Regions from separate parts of the Mus musculus genome. Here region 1 is linked to region 2. A link is a contact called in public HiChIP or PLAC-seq data. All regions are on one chromosome and are shown on one strand. The core of a region is the stretch at or near the end of the contact, and the rest is flanking DNA. Distances in the headings are between cores, read along the strand shown.

What was found. HiChIP or PLAC-seq counts read pairs in DNA pulled down with a chosen protein or histone mark.
Region 1: a contact with region 2 is called in an H3K27ac HiChIP or PLAC-seq map of embryonic stem cells, with 8 read pairs. The contact joins the enhancer-like site here to the promoter of Rptor in region 2. A contact is called at or near these places in 1 of 15 datasets of contacts at CTCF or cohesin (CD8 T cells), 2 of 484 Hi-C or Micro-C datasets (the G1E-ER4 cell line and embryonic stem cells), 7 of 115 datasets of contacts at active chromatin or transcription factors (the SCID.adh cell line, bone marrow-derived macrophages, cardiomyocytes and 2 more) and 3 of 9 other capture datasets (adipose tissue, liver and pancreatic islet).

Annotation. Positions count from the first base shown.
Region 1 is chr11:119,660,242-119,662,941 of GRCm38.p6, reverse strand. The region is part of intron 2 of Rptor (regulatory associated protein of MTOR, complex 1); the gene reads right to left. Among named protein-coding and RNA genes, the nearest start is that of Rptor, 59 kb to the right of the region's middle. Within about 2 kb of position 1,356, at least 38 of the 459 cell types and tissues checked have an H3K27ac peak or open chromatin away from gene starts, as enhancers often do. A contact at or near this core is called in the G1E-ER4 cell line, embryonic stem cells, liver and 1 more, where this site is marked.
Region 2 is chr11:119,601,479-119,604,178 of GRCm38.p6, reverse strand. It overlaps Rptor (regulatory associated protein of MTOR, complex 1), which reads right to left and starts at 1,274. Exons shown (of 34, transcript NM_028898.3): 1 at 208-1,274. The coding sequence starts at 369.

The DNA of each region.
Region 1 (2,700 bases), core at 107-2,606, 59 kb before region 2:
AAACTCCAAGCATGACAGTGCCAGGATGGGGAACAGGAAGAGACTAAGTAGCAGGTGCCTAAAACGGGGAAGAGAGACTTTATTAAAAGGGCTGCAAGTTAGGTGGTGGTGGCACTAAGGAGGCAGAGCAGGCAGATCTCTCTGAGTTCAAGACCAGCCTGGTCTACAGAGCAAGTTCCAGGACAGACAGAACTACACCAAGAAATGGGGGGGAGGGGTATTAATTAAAGGGTGGGGGAGTTGGAGCTGGAAACAACTAGCTAGCCCCTTTGCCCTGTCCTACCAGGTGAGGATGTTCAAGGCAACAGCCTGGAAGCAGAAACGAGACACACCATCTGCTACATGTGGACCTTGAGTTTTACAATCTACAGAACTAGGAACTGTAAATTTCCGTTGTTTACTAATTACCTAGTATTAATTATAGCATAACAAAGTAGAAGTTTTAGGGTGTTGAGACATGACAAAAAAAGCCCCTGTCCAGGTCTCTGCATGGAGCTGATCCCAGGGTCCCAGTCAGTGCCCCTGAGTCATAAGGAAGGTGGCACTATCAGCTCCTCTCAGGAAGACAGAGACTCAAAGCATCCCAGCAGGCAGAGTGAGCCTGGGGGAACGAAGCCGGGGTCTTAATGAAATCTTGGTTCTCTGACTGCTAAGACCTGGCATGTAACACTAGTCTGTAGCCTACTACATGGTCACATGCATGACAGTCACAGGATGGCAACTAGTCCTACGGGCGACTTGCTCGGATACTGCAAGCAGCCCTCCACCTCCCATCGCCTCACTAGCTGTCCTAGACAGGGTTTGTATTCCTGCACAAACATCATGACCAAGAAGCAAGTTGGGGAGGAAAGGGTTTATTCAGCTGACACTTCCACGTTGCTGTTCATCACCAAAGGAAGTCAGGACTGGAACTCAAGCAGGGCAGGAAGCAGGAGCTGACGCTTGTTTCCCCTGACTTGCTCAGCTTGCTTTACTTTCTTTTTTTTAAAGACTGTTGTGCTGGGCAGTGGTGGCGCACGCCTTTAATCCCAGCACTTGGGAGGCAGAGGCAGGTGGATTTCTGAGTTTGAGGCCAGCCTGGTCTACAAAGTAAGTGCCAGGACAGCCAGAGCTACACAGAGAAACCCTGTCTCGAAAAAAAAAAAAAAAAAAAAAAAAGACTGTTGCTGTCTTCAGACTCAAGAAGAGAGTACCAGATCCCATTACAGATGGTTGTGAGCCACCATGTGGTTGCTGGGATTTGAACCGAGTCAGTGCTCTTACCTGCTGAGTCATCTCGCCAGCCCGCCTCAGCTTGCTTTCTTATAAAACCACCAGCCCAGGGATGGCTCCACCCACAATGGGCTGGGCCCTCCCTGCTTGATCACTAATTGAGAAAATGCCTTCCAGCTGGATCTCTGGCCTTTCTCTGGGATAGCTCCAGCTGTGTCAAGTTGACACACAAACACATCACTATTAAGCCTCAACCCTTACTTTCTTATTCATCCCAAGATCTAAATAATTTTAAAAGTCCCACAGTCTTTGCAAATTCTTACATATTAAATTTTCAATCCCCTCAAAATACCCAATCACTTTTGAAATTCAAAGTCTTTCTACAGTTCGACATCTCTTAACTATGGGCTCCACTAAAATATTTTTCTTACTTCAAGAGGGAAAAATATCAGGGAACAGTCACAATCAAAAGCAAAATCAAACTCCAACTGTTCAATGTCTGGGATCCACTCACGACCTTCTAGGCTTCTCCAAGAGCCTGGGTCACTCCTCCAGCTCTGCCTTTTGTGGCACACACCTTGTCTTCTAGGCTCCGGCTGCCTGTGCCCCACTGCTGCTGCTGTTCTTGATGGTCATCTCATGGTACTAGCATCTCCAAACCACTGCTGTCTTCTACAACTAGGCTTCACCAATAGCCTCTCATAGGCTCTCTTCATGGTGCTAAGTCCCAAATCCTTTGCATGGCCCCTTCAGTCCTGGGCCATCAACTGCAACTGAGGCTGCACCTTCACCAATGACCTCTCCTGGCCTCTCACAGTGGCAAGCATCAGCTGCTCTTCATGACCCCTTTGTGCCTTCAAAACCAGTACCACCTGGGTGACTCTTACACATTACCGAGTCAAGCTGTATCATGAGGTACAACCTTGGCTACCTCTGGAACATAACTTTTTTGTGCTCTCAGAAAACACTTCCCAGAAGATTTTACCTCAGTGATCTTAATCACCGCTAATTTCTTAGCTCCAGCTAACCAGCACCAATAGTCCCAGTAATGCAAAGGTTTTGCTTTAGTAGTTCTGGTATCTTGTTAATCACAGCTGATTCCTCAGCCCCAGCTAACCAAAACCACAGAATCTTCACAATCAAAACAGCAATGGCCCTGAAAAGAGTCTTTAATTTTCCCTCTGAAATTTCACAAGCCAGGCCTCTATTGTTGGCAGTGTTTTCAACATTATCTTCCAAGCTCCTACAGAACATCCCGCAGAGCTCTTAACACCAAATGGATCTTCTAACCCAAAGCTCCAAAGTCCTCCTCAAAACATGGTCAGGTTGTCACAGAAATACCCTACTATGCTGGTTCCAATTTCTGTCTTAGTGAGGGTTTTACTGTGTGAACAGACACCATGACCAAGGCAAGTCTTATAAGGACTTTAATTGGGGCTGGCTTACAGGTTCAGAGATTCAGTCCATTATCATCAAGGTGGGAACATG
Region 2 (2,700 bases), core at 25-2,524:
TTTTTCCCCCCTCTGAATTAAAACTCGTTTTTAACGCTACTCGGTGAGAAGAGACTAGCCAAAACCCGAGTCTGGAATAGCTTTTTGGATTTTAGTGCAACATGTGTCTTCGAAATACCCGCATCCTTCTAAAAAGGCTGTCCTTGCTCAGAACTTTCTTAGTTGGAAAACTACGAACTCAAAAAGGTGCCATGAGAAGCCACTCACCCGATCCTTCATTCTCCAGCTCTGCGCTAAAGATTTGGAGCCTTCGATTTTCTCACAATGTCTTTTCTTCATAAAAGCCAAAGGCAAGTTCCAATCTGTAAGGTCCGCCTCATCTTCCTCCCCGAGTCCCATAAGAGGCGACTGCAGCATCTCCGACTCCATCAGGGGAGGAGGGGGAGGGGGAGTCCTTGGCAGCAGGCGCTCGAGAACCTCCAGCCTTAAAAACTAGTGTGGACCAGAACTGGTAAAATAAAATACGGGAAAACGGGAAGCTGGGAATAGAGACGGCGGCAGAGCGTTCGAAGATCCTTATTGAGGCTAAACCTCGGAGATCTTTATCTCGAACTCTGAGCGCGAAGTTGGAGGGGGCGGGGTGGGTGGCGAGCCCGTGGGTACCCAAGCCCGCAGGACCCGGACGAGCGGCGACACGCGCGCCCGGTCGCCGGCCCCCGCAGCTCTGCAGGCCGTCAGGAGGGCGGCAAGCGGGACTGGCGGAGGCGGGAGAGACTTCAGGCCCGGCGATGACCCGGCTCTCGGCCTCCAACGCCTCAGTGGCTCCCGGCGGGCAGGCCGGCCCGCTCGCAGGGCGGCTTCTCCGACTGTGCTGGCCCGGCTGAGGCCTCAAGGGATCGGGATCGGGGGGCTTCGGGGCTCGCCCAGCGGCTCTCAGCCCTGCGGGTCCCGCACTCGCCTGAGGGGCTGCAACCTGAGCCAGGACCGGCCCATCGTGCCCGTCCGCAGCCGGGCTCCTCAGCCACCGGGCCGCGCGGCCAGGCCCGTGCTGGCCTTCTGCTTCGTGGCTCTCTCCTACCCAGGAACGAGTCCCGATACACACGCGACACGGGCCCGCGGACAGCACAGGGACACTGGGCTTATTAGGTCAGGGGAGTTTTGCCCTCTGCTCTGGAGCCACAGTGAAAACTCCTCTCATCAGCACATCAAGGAGGACGCCATATTGCCAAGGCCCAGCATGCACCGCTATCTACGGCGCGTCCAATAAGCCAAACCTCTTCGAGCGTTCTCACCGCTCTACCCCTGCTAGGGCGTAGAGCTCGGTGTTCCGTCCTCCCTTCCCCCACGCCGTTACCGAGGTTACCACGTCTTTTCTCCTTAGTTGATCTCCACTAGTAAAATAGACCATTTGCGATTGAAACTATGTCCGTTCAGTTATTTTTAAAAGCTTTTTGCTACTACAAACAAAGCTTCGTGCCTTGATATTAAAGAAAGAAACCACTTGGTTTCGTCATGATTTTAAAAGGTGGTATTTTTAAAAAGCCTCAGAAAAGACCATTGATATTAGACACATAAGACTATCGGGACTTTCTTTTGATATTTCCACTTTTAAAAGAGACCGATTTCATCGATTACGAATTTTTTGTCTGATATACTTTATTTCCTGAACAGTATATTCTTATTTTGCTACAGTTTCATGTGCAAACGTCTAAAGCTGCCCACAGAAGCAAGCCTCCCTGCTGTTGACTTCTCTGGTTCAGTTCAGTAAATCTCAGATATTGACACACTCTGAGAACTGCTTTGGTGCAATGGAAATATAAAGTAAATGTAACGAGGTGCCAGCCTTTCGTAACCAGGGTGCGAGTGAGACACTTTTTGGTTTTTTTTGGTTTTTGGTTTTTTGTTTTTTTGTTTTTTGGTTTTTTTTTGTTTTTTTTTTTTTTTTTTTTTTTTTTGGTTTTTCAAGTCAGGGTTTCTCTGTATAGCCCTGACTGTCCTGGAACTCACTTTGTAGACCAGGCTGGCCACCACCGCCCCGGTTAGTGAAACACTCTTAACCTTTAGCTAGAGTTCAGTCAACAACTGAGCCCACCTTCAGCTTTGGTGTTAGGGGAGCCTCTGTTAGTCAATGTTACTAATTTCAAGCTGCATTTTCTCAGTCTTAGGTTCCTGAACCATAAAGTTTGGATAATATTAAAGAATATTACTAAAAGGATAAAAATTTAGCTTGTAAAGATGCCCAGGCCAGCCTAAGCTACAAAATAAGACCCTTTCTTTAAAAAAAAAAAAAAATCCACTTTAAGAGAAGGGTTGAAAGCTGGGCCTGGTATTTAATCCCAGCACTCTGGAGGCAGAGGCAGGAGGATCTCTGTTAGTTGGAGGTCAGCCTGGTCTACAGAGCTAGTAGTTCCAGAACAACCAGAGCTACAGAGAGAAATCCTGCCTTGAAAAACAAACAAACAAGATGTGAAGGCATTGCAAGCCACCACTGAGAGTGAGCTCTGACTGATCCTGGTATGTTTATAAAAAGATAAAGACAGAAAAAATATGTTCTATGGGGGGAGGGGGAGGAATGGGGAAAGGGGGTTCCTCCGTAGACCCATGCTGAGGCATTCCTTCCCCCTGAGAGACCAGCCACATGTATAGAGTAGAGTTTATTCAGGGCATGGGGAGGGGAGTTAAGAGGGTAGTAGAGGCAGAGAAAGGGAGAGAGAAGGATAGAGTAGAGAAGTAGAGGTGAGCCATGGCCTTGAGCACATG